Linked DNA regions of Sus scrofa: region 1 is linked to region 2. Evidence: chromatin contacts called from public HiChIP or PLAC-seq data. All regions are on one chromosome and are shown on one strand. Each heading gives the region's core, a stretch centred on a gene start, on an enhancer-like site or on the middle of the called end of the contact. The rest is flanking DNA. Distances are from core to core; before and after follow the strand shown. Region 1 overlaps RAPGEF1 (rap guanine nucleotide exchange factor 1). Region 2 overlaps RAPGEF1 (rap guanine nucleotide exchange factor 1).

What was found. HiChIP or PLAC-seq counts read pairs in DNA pulled down with a chosen protein or histone mark.
Region 1: an H3K27ac HiChIP or PLAC-seq map of skeletal muscle shows a contact between it and region 2. The contact joins two enhancer-like sites. A contact is called at or near these places in 1 of 5 promoter capture datasets (liver), 24 of 47 Hi-C or Micro-C datasets (adipose tissue, alveolar macrophages, blood and 15 more) and 2 of 2 datasets of contacts at active chromatin or transcription factors (alveolar macrophages and skeletal muscle).

What each region holds. Positions count from the first base shown.
Region 1 is chr1:271,614,736-271,619,435 of Sscrofa11.1, forward strand. The region is part of intron 1 of RAPGEF1 (rap guanine nucleotide exchange factor 1); the gene reads right to left. Among named protein-coding and RNA genes, the nearest start is that of RAPGEF1, 7.5 kb to the right of the region's middle. Within about 2 kb of position 2,741, at least 42 of the 83 cell types and tissues checked have an H3K27ac peak or open chromatin away from gene starts, as enhancers often do. A contact at or near this core is called in omental adipose tissue and skeletal muscle, where this site is marked.
Region 2 is chr1:271,502,466-271,507,546 of Sscrofa11.1, forward strand. It overlaps RAPGEF1 (rap guanine nucleotide exchange factor 1), which reads right to left. Exons shown (of 26, transcript XM_005654593.3): 16 at 4,684-4,759; 17 at 1,440-1,524. Among named protein-coding and RNA genes, the nearest start is that of UCK1, 51 kb to the left of the region's middle. Within about 2 kb of position 2,221, at least 11 of the 83 cell types and tissues checked have an H3K27ac peak or open chromatin away from gene starts, as enhancers often do. A contact at or near this core is called in omental adipose tissue and skeletal muscle, where this site is marked.

The DNA of each region.
Region 1 (4,700 bases), core at 1,491-3,990, 110 kb after region 2:
ATAAAAGTGTTTTGAAAACCACAAAGGATTATATGTTTTATTGTGATAAGGAAGATTTTCATGCTATGCAATACTAGTGTCATTAAAAACCAACAAAACAGGAGTTCCCATTGTGGCTCAGCAGTAACAAACCCAACTAGAATCCATGAGGATGCAGGTTTGATGCCTGGCCTCGATCGGTGGGTTAAGGATCCAGTGTTGCCATGAGCTGCAGTATAGGTCGCAGATGCAGCTTGGATCTGGTGTGGTGTAGGCTGGCAGCTGCAGCTCAGATTCAATCCCTAGCCTGGGAAAGTCCATATGCCGCAGTTGTGGCCCTAAAAAAGACCAAAAACAAAACAAAACAAAAAACAACAATAACAAAACTACCCATACATCCCACTCCCCCCTTTATAATGCAGATCAGACTCACAAAGAATCAGCACTAGAAAGGGCTCTTAGGAGTTCCCGTTGTGGCTCAGTGGGTTAAGAACCCAATTAGTACCCATGAGGATGTGAGTTTGATCCCTGAACTCGTGCATTGGGTTAAAGGATCCAGTGTTGCCGTGAGCTTCAGAGAAGGGTGCAGACACGGGTCAGATCCGGAGTTGCCGTGGTGAAGGCTGGCAGCTGCAGCTCTGATTTGAACCTTAGCCTGGGAACCTCCATATGCCACAGGTGCAGCCCTGAAAGGAAAAAGAAAAAGGAAAGGGCTCTGAGATGGGTCTGTCTACCCCATCAGGGTACAAGAGAAGCCCCAGATTAAGCACTTTGCCCAAGGTCACCCAGCAAGAAGCGGGGCTTTCTGGTCCTCAGAGATGGACCAGGACAGCCAGGGGACCCCTGTCATCCCAAGCATCCCCCTCCAACATGACCAGATGCCCCTTTGAGTGTAGCAGCCACCTCGTGGCAAAGAAGTCCCTGGAAGGGTAGAGGCTCATTTTGACCTAAGTCACAAAAGCTAAGAGAACAATGTCATCCCAGCTGATGAAAACACAGATAAACGGAGTGTAGTCAAAGGGGCTTTAGTCCCATCTGGGCCCCAACTCAGTATGACCACAGGCAAACCTCAGCTCTTCTGGATCTTAGGATCCTGCACACAAAGCAAAGCTGTGTCTGCATCTGGTCCTCGGCAGAAGGAGAGTGGTAACAGGACCTTTCTCCCGCTGAGAGGATTAAAGGAGACCAGGCGTGCCCCACACACAGAACAGCGTCTGGTACCACAACGTGTCAAGTCCTTAAGGAATGTGAACTACTACTATTATTTGTATTTGTCACTGAAAGGAGGAGCTGAGAGCAGCCAATTCCATGACCCAGGCACAATCACCCACTTCTTCAGTCACTTGAAGGAGAGGGGGGCCTTGTGATTATCCATAACCAGCAATAAATACAACCACTGTTTCCAAGCCAGAGGTTTGGGGTTCTTGTTGTTTGTTTGTCTTTTTGCCTTTTTAGGGCCACTCCTGTGGCATATGGAGGTTCCCAGGCTAGGGGTCCAATCGGAGCTGTAGCCGCCGGCCTACGCCACAGCCACAGCAACACCAAATCCAAGCCACGTCTGCGACCTACACCACAGCTCATGGCAATGCTGGATCCTTAACCCACTGAGCGAGGCCAAGGATCGAACCCACAACCTCATGGTTCCTAGTCGGATTCATTTCCTCTGTGCCACTATGGGAACTCCAAGGTTTGAGGTGTTTGTTTGTTTGTTTTGCTTTTTAGGGCTGCACCCTTGGCATAAGGAAATTCCCAGGCTAGGGACTGAATCTGAGCTGCAGCTGCCAGCCTACACCACAGTCACAGCAACATGGGATCCAAGTCACGTCTGCGGCCTACACCACAGCTCATGACCATGCTGGATCCTTAACCCACTCATCAAGGCCAGGACCGAACCTGCATCCTCATGGATACTAGTCAGGTTTCTTCCTGCTGAGCCACGAAGGGAACTCCCTTGGTTTTTTGCTTGCTTGTTTGGGGTCAACAAAGTGATTATTCGGGGCCATCACATTCCATGGGACTTCTGCTGTTCTCTCTTCTCATTCCAGGCCCTCGCCTTTCTTCTCCCAGACACGGCCAGCACCACCCTTCTGCTCAGACCATGGGCTGGCTCCCCATTTTAAGGGTACAGGGTGCAGCTGGGAGCCACCCTGTCCAGACCACACCAATGGCATCCATTTCCGAAAAGCCGGAAAGCAAATACCTGGACTCCACCCTCCTGTCCTCAGCCCGGGAAGCACCACACAGCATCCGGTGTCTGACAGCTCCCTTCCTTCCATGCTTTAAAAGCAGGGTAGAGCTTCCTGGTCCCCAAACTTCATTTGCAGTAAAATGACTGTGTGGAGGCAGCGAGCCAGTGAAAAGCAAGGAGAAAGACCATCTTTGAAGGACTAACGGGAACAAGGTCTAAGTGGTTACGAGACAACAACAGTATTTCCGGAAGACGCAGTCCAGACCGTAGGACAGGACAGGTCCAGGAGCCCTACCTTCCACCTTCCAAACCACAGCCTGCAAGAAAAAATCGGGGAGAAAAAGGAATTGTAACCACTTGGGACCAGATTTCTAATCCATTGAGAAGCCCCTCCACTGCATCTTCACTCACCAAGAGGAAGCCGTGGCAAGAGAGACTCTGCTAACGCCCTTGACACAGAAGCAGGGGCCCAGAGAAGGCCAGCAGCCCTGCGCTCCGGCCCCTCAGCACAATCGGGCCTTGGGCAGAGCTGACGGTGCCGGGAACTGGGCCGAGTGAAAAGAAGACCAACGACAGACAGGGCCGCCCGTGCTGGCGCGCATCTCGGAGGCAGGCCAAGCAGAGCTGGCACGTGCCGTGGTTTGGGACTGAAAGGCAGGATCACGAGTGCTCCGTCCCGGGCACCCCCAGAACCCCGCGGCCACTGCCACCCGCAGCTCCAGAGACACGGCTGCCCGGACTGGCCACACTGGCGCTCTCCTGACAGCCTTCTGAGAACCCGATCTCAGCTGCTGGGTCGCGCCGCCAAAGACCCGTCTAAAACACCCATCGCCAGGCATGGTTAACACCGAAGCCCAGCCAACTGCACACCTTTGTCAGAGTATTGGTCCTACTGATTCACCAAGAAACACCCTAACTGACAATCCAAAGCCCAGAAGCAGCTCCCTTTGAAAGCTGATTTTGAGACCTGGCATCAGAAACCTAAGTTCACTGTGACAACACGATCTCAATTCACTCATCAGTAGCTTCGAGCACCTACTATGGTCGAGGTGCAGCACGGCCGGTACCCTCCCTGGAGGACCAGACAGGCAGGCTCCCGCTCGGAGTCACAGGACTGGGCTTGCTGGTCTAACGTGTGGAAAGGAAACGCGGGCTCTGGGTTCTGAATAAGCTGCACGATAACATTCTATCCAAAGGGCTTCTCTGGGGCCTTCTCATGGAATTTACTGTCTGCTGGAGGAAGAGAAGGCAGGAAGAGTCTAAAGGAAGCCGGTTTGGGCAGAGGAGCCGAGCACATCAGGAAGTGGGTTTTCACACTGTGCTTGGTGACCCAAGGAGGAGCCTCGGGGGCCACCCCCGAGTGGGACAGACTCGCTGGGCCCCAAGCGGCCCCTCATAAACAGTTACCCACTGGCCTTCTATAATAAAAAAGGACCTACTGCTTTAAAACAAAACAGCGAAGCACTAATTTTAGAGGCCCCCCCCCATGGCACTGACGGAGAAAATGAGACCCAGGAAAGGTCAAGAATCTCCCAAGGTCGCCATGGTGAAAATGGTCAAGCGGGCTACAACAAATGACCACAAACTAAGGTGACTCATCCCGGAATAATTCACAACCTGTTTCCCCCCCCCACCCCCGGCCGAAGTCATAAAACAGGCGAGGTGGGTGACGCGTCTGGGGAACACCTGTCCCAGCAGCAGGGCGCCCCGTCGCAGGCGCGTGGGGGCGGTGGCGGGCAGCCTTGCCAGGCCGCTGCTCGTTCCAGTGCGTCATCTTGTTATGGCAACGGGAGGAGTCCAGCTGGACCGAGGGAAGGCCCAGCCCTGTGCTCAAGGCGTCCTCCAATCCACGCAGACTTGGGAGGTGATTTTTCTGCAAGCTCACACATGACTCATCTCTACAGACCTCCTAGCACGTCTGCTGGGTACAAGGAATCCCATTCAAACCACCTCTGCCCACAGCTGCCCTGGGAAACCAGGAAACGCTGGGGTTGCTCCAGTGGATTTTTCAAAACACAGGCCTGCATCTGTGCTGTTTCTTATCTCCTCACGGAGCTGCTGAGGTTACTGGCGTTATTAGCATCACCTGCAGCCTACAGATTGCCATAGGCCCACCCTAATCTGAGGCGGGGTTTGTTTGCTTGTTTGTTTGCAAGACCAGAAGAGAAACTTAGAAACGTGTACAATAATTAAGACAAAGCTGGGCATTCCAGCTGTGGCACAGGGGGTGAAGAATCCAATGGAAGCGGCTCGGGTCACTGAAGAGGCGCAGGTTTGATCCCCGGCCCAGCACGGTGGGTTAAGTATCAGGTGTTGCTGCAGCTGTGATGTAGGTCACAGCTGTGGCTCCAATTCAGTCCCTGGCCTGGGAACTTCCATATGCCGAGGGTGCAGCCACACAAAAAAGAAAAGATAAAGCTACTGTGTCCCCCGCAACGTGAGACACTCTAAGCAGTGCTCTGCAAAGGCAGAGAGGGGTGTGGGCACCAGAGCCGAGGTCGGGGCCCACTTCCCTGCACAAGGACTGCGACCC
Region 2 (5,081 bases), core at 971-3,470:
AGGCTCAGGCAGAGGCAGGCGGTTGAAAAGCACTTGCCCTCAACCTCCAGGTCGCCGGGGGAGGCGCACAGCCTGGAGGGGTCCCCCTCTGCTCCTGAGACCCCATGGTCTTTCCACAGCTGCAGAGCCCACCTGAATGAAGCACAGCAGCCCCCACCCCACAGCAGCCCTTCCAACGGCCGACCACCTCCCAAGGCCATGGCTTCGACCTTGAGGGTCCTGGTTTCACCCTCGTGTGTTCACCACGCCTCCAGACCCTTCTCTGGCTCCATCTGCCTGCTCCCCAGAAATCCACGGGCGCTCAGGAAGGAGTGCAAAGGGACAGGGCCCAGGGCTGCAGCACAAAGGACTCACCAGCCACCTGGGCCGGGGGTCACGACGCTGTATCGTGTCCATTAAGGACAAGCAGAGGAGACGCTGACTCAGGGTGGCCTGGACCTCAGTCTCCTTGCGTACATGGTAGGACACACTACAAAGGCACCCTGTTCCTGACAGGATGCGTGTGTAAAGGGCTGTCACGGCCGAGTGAGACTGCACGTGCAGACACAGCCTCAAACTGACACTGGGGCGTTCTCAAGTGTGAGTCGGTATCACGCCGCACCAGGCTTGTGAGCAGCTGAATGCGCGAGGCTGGAGGGAACGAAGGCCCTGCCGAGGCGGGCTGTGCAGTTCTCAGGGACCGGGGCCGCTGGAGCACAGGAAGGGAGCGGAAAGCTGGGGGGACTGCCCCAAGTGACGGTGGCTGTCCAGCAGAGGGCACTCGTGGGCTGTGACGCAGGAGGAGGCCAAGGAGCGGGGACCTTGGGGGGGCCCGTGCTATGCGACATAGCTCCAGGTGAGTCTGGGCAGGAGGGGCAGGTCTGGCTCCAAGAAAGGCCTCTACTGTGGGGAGCGGCATTTGAAAGGGGAGCCCGTGGGGCAGGGTGGTCCAGCGGTGGGAGCCGATTCTGTCGTGGACACGGAGTGTCTGTCCACTGCTGGTCTGCCAGCAGTTGCAGTGGCGTGTCTGCTCCATAGGTTGCTCATCTGCGTCCCGATCCCCTCCAGCCTGGCACATGTCCTACGCGTCACCCCCATTGCCCTGCGGCTCAGCTCGGGGAAGCTGCAGGTGCCAGTGACCTACACACCGCTCCTCTCGGGCTGCGTCAATTCCAGTTCTTCAGACTCCCCAAGGGACCACCACTGCCACCCCGTGCTCCGGGCACCTCACATGACGTCCCTCAGTCCTTTTACAGGTGAGGAATGAGGCCCAGAGAAGCCCTGCCTGAGGCCCCAAGCTAGGACACGGCAGCGCAGGGCTGAGCAGCTCATCACTGCTGCCCACCGTGGCGACACAGCTCCCTGCGCGAGGGCCGAGCGGGCACGCAGGCCCTTCCCCCGAACCCAGGAGGCTCTGTGGAGCGCGGGGTGGAGCCAGGGCGGGGGCCGGGCAAGGATATCTGTACTGCAGCTTCTTGATGAGTTCCTCGGGGCTGATGAAGGTCCTGTAGGTGGTGAGGAAGGCCTCGCAGTACAGCACCAGATCTAGACGCAAGGACGCTGGTTAGTGATGCCTGCCCCTGGCCAGGGACCAAGACAGATGCTTCAGGGATGTGCCACCTCTGATTAGACCTCAGAAATTCTGGTTTGTCCCAAGACTTGATGATTCAAAGAGTCTTTTTTTTTCTTTTTTTGTCTTTTCAGGGCTGCACCCACAGCATATGGAGGTTCCCAGGCTAGGGGTTGAATCGGAGCTGCAGCTGCAGGCCTACCCACAGCCACAGCCACACCAGATCCGAGCTGCGTCTGTGACCTACACCACAGCTCATGGCAATGCCGGATCCTTAACCTACTGAGCAAGGCCAGGGATCGAACCCGCAACCTCATGGTTCCTAGTCAGATTTGTTAACCATTGAGCCATGACAAAACCGCCAATTCAAAGACTCTTAATCACCATCGTGGGCGTAGAGAATACAATTCAAACTCATTAGCGGGACTCTGAAGCTCAATCACAGGCAAGGCTTTTAGAGAGCAGGACCCAGAACAAAACCCTTGGGAATGTCCAGCTACTGAGAGACCTCAGAATGGGTTGAAGGTGCCAAGCCTGGCACACTGCTAGAACATACACGTGAGCACGCTTTGGTGCCAGGGGAGGCGGGGTGCCTGGGAGGAGCCTGGCTCTGCCGCTGGATTTGAGCTGGCAGCAGCACCCCCCTCCCTCTGGAGGGGCTGGCTCTGGCCCGGGAGTCCGACCTTTCCAGACTGACAATGGCCCTGGGACACGCCCTTCGACCGCACAGTCTGGCACAAGGAGAAGGCAGGAGTTTCCGGCGCAGGTCACTTCTGGAGACGAGTGACCTGGCCCGGCTCGTGAACTTCAGTTACCCCATGCTGGGGCTGAGGTTCGAGTCCCAACTGGCCCCCAAGTCTGGGTCCCCACTGAGAGGCTGAGCGTGTGCACACAGGCCGCCTTCCCTCTCCTCCCTCAGTCACCCCAAGTCGCTGGCAGAGGAATCTTGAGGATCCCCACTCCTCCAGCTCAGCAGAGCCCCGGCCTCCGTCCCCCTGCCAGGACGCGAGGAAGAGCAGCACCCGCGTCTGGGGTGTGTTCGCGTGGGCCCGGCGGGCGGAGCCAGCACTGGAGCCACAGCAGGGTCCAGCAGCACTGGGCCTGGGCCCCTTCCTGGACCCCAAGCCTGCCCAGCTCACTGTCAAGTTGGGCTTCTCTGCAAAGACAAAGTGTGGGTCCAGCACAAGACAACCCCTGCTTTTGGAAGAAGGGCCCAGACCTGCACCCCTGAGCCACGGGGCCTTCCAGCCACTGGTCCACAGGAAGCAACCTGCCTAAGGAGCTTGCGTGGCCCAAGGCCTCTGCCTCAACGATTCAGCCCAGGTACAAAGGACATTGGTTCCCTGGAGCCTCAACATCTTTCCATTGATGAGACAGAGTGGAAGCCCCAGTGGGCAGCAGGGCCCCCCTTCCAGGCACAATGGGCACAGACTGGAAGGTTCTGGGGTTGCCCGGCCTGCGGGGCTCCCTCTGGCCTTGGCTACAGCTGCTTGCACCTGGCAGGACAGCAGAGTTCCCTGCTCAGAGCCGAGGACTGAGCCAGCTCCCGTTCCAGCCTTTTACTTCTGGACAAGAATGAGAACTGTTTCTCACGCCAAGCTGAGAACGCGGGCGCGTCCACTGCAGGAAGCAGGGCACATGCTGTTCCTGGGATGGGAACAGAGAGGCCCCAGCACTTCCTATGTGCCAGGCATGTCTCAGGTTAGCTCACTCAAGCTTCACGTGTGCTGGGCACTCTCAAAAATCTGAGCCAGTGGAGGCCGAGCAGGGCTGTGCCTGGCGGTTGCCTAAGCCTGCAAACAGCATAGCCAGGATTCAAACTCAAAGTTCAGAACCACGCTCTGCTTGGGTCAGAAGAAGCCTGGAGGGCAGAAGCGTGGCCAGCTGAGTTTGGGGGAGCCATTTCTCCTTTTACTCTCTTTTTCAAATTTTCTGCAATGTAAACAATCGTTTTTGTGCTACCTTCATAATTACAAACTCCCAGAACCATCTAAGTAACACGCTGGAGACATTTGCTGCAAAAACAGGGGGACAAAGTCGTTTACAAAAATAAAATCGGGGGGTTAGGGTTCAAGACTGGGGTGCTTCCGTTCCTCCCCACCTTAATTTAACGTCGCTGTTCCACCATCTTTTTAATAATTTAAAAAATGTAAGAGGAGTTCCTGTTGTGGCGCAGCAGAAACAAATCTGACTGGGACCATGAGGTTGTGGGTTCGATCCCTGGCCTCGCTTGGTGGGTTAAGGATCTGGTGTTGCCCTGAACTGTGGTGTAGGTCGCAGACCTGGCTCAGATCCTGCATTGCTGTGCCTGTGGTGTAGGCCAGCAGCTGCAGCTCTGATTCAACCCCTAGCCTGGGAACCTCCATGTGTCATAGGTATGGCCCTTAAAAAAGCAAAAACAAACTAACAAAAAAACGTAAAAAGAAAGTGAGTGTGGAGAGAGGCCAGGCCTGGCAGGGGCGTGTGGGCACTGCAGTGCCCCTGCCGTCCTGACCAAGGTCATGGGCACTGTCTTCACAACCCCCTTCTCTTCTTCCTTCCAGAACACAACCTGGAAAGACTGCTCTTTCGCTGGCAGAGTCCACCCTGCTTTTCCGGCCCCCTCAGAGAATTGGGACCCAGAATGGGGTGTCTCCATGCTGAGGGGGGGACCCCATCCTGCAGAGGTAATGCGCTGTGAGACAGACAGCTCCTGGACAGAGTGCTGCCCCAGGAAGCCCCTGAGCGGGCATGTTAGGCCCAGGCTAGCAGTCTGGAGCATTGACGGGCCAATTATCAGGAGAGGCATCAAAAGCTACCCGCACAGCGACGTGACCTTTAGGCTGCTGAACGCGCTGGGACAAGAGGTCAAGCTCCGCACGGGGAACTCGCCCCCTTGGAGGTCCTGGGGTCCCCGCGAGCCGGCACCAACCGAGGACACGCCCCGAGAGGCTGGGAAGTAGCGTGCCTGGCTTTGAATGCGAGTCACCTGTGCCCAGCGTGGGCTCTCCCCACAGTGACCCAGCAGCACCGGGACCGCTGTTCCGATGGCTCAGGGCTGGTGGCGAGGAGAGAAAGGGAGGGAGGGGCCGCGGCAGTGGAGGGAGCCCGCGCTGGCTTCGGCGAAAGCTCCCACACCCAGGCCACTGCCCTACCTTTCCTGTCCGTCTCGGTGGCGTGGACCAGCAGGATGTCGCCAGACCCTCCACGGACGTCTGGCCCGTCGTCACCCTGCGAAACCACACAGAGAAGGGGGTGAGGCAGAGGCAGCCAAAGAAGGTGGGCGTAGGAAGTCACAGGCAGGGAGGCGACGACAGGGACACCAGGGGGCAGAGACCCCTCCGCCCCGCTCTCCCTCAGTGCGAGGCATCTGGCCCGGCTGCAGAGGCCAGGAGGACCTGCCCACCCTGCCCACCTGGCAGACAGGCACCATGAGAGCTCATCGGGGGGCCACGGTGGGCACCAGGGCACGGGGCTCTGGACATAACTGGGTTTGGGTTGGGGCATGTGGCTTCAGTCAGGCTCTCCCTGTTCACCAGTCTGTGGGTCAGAG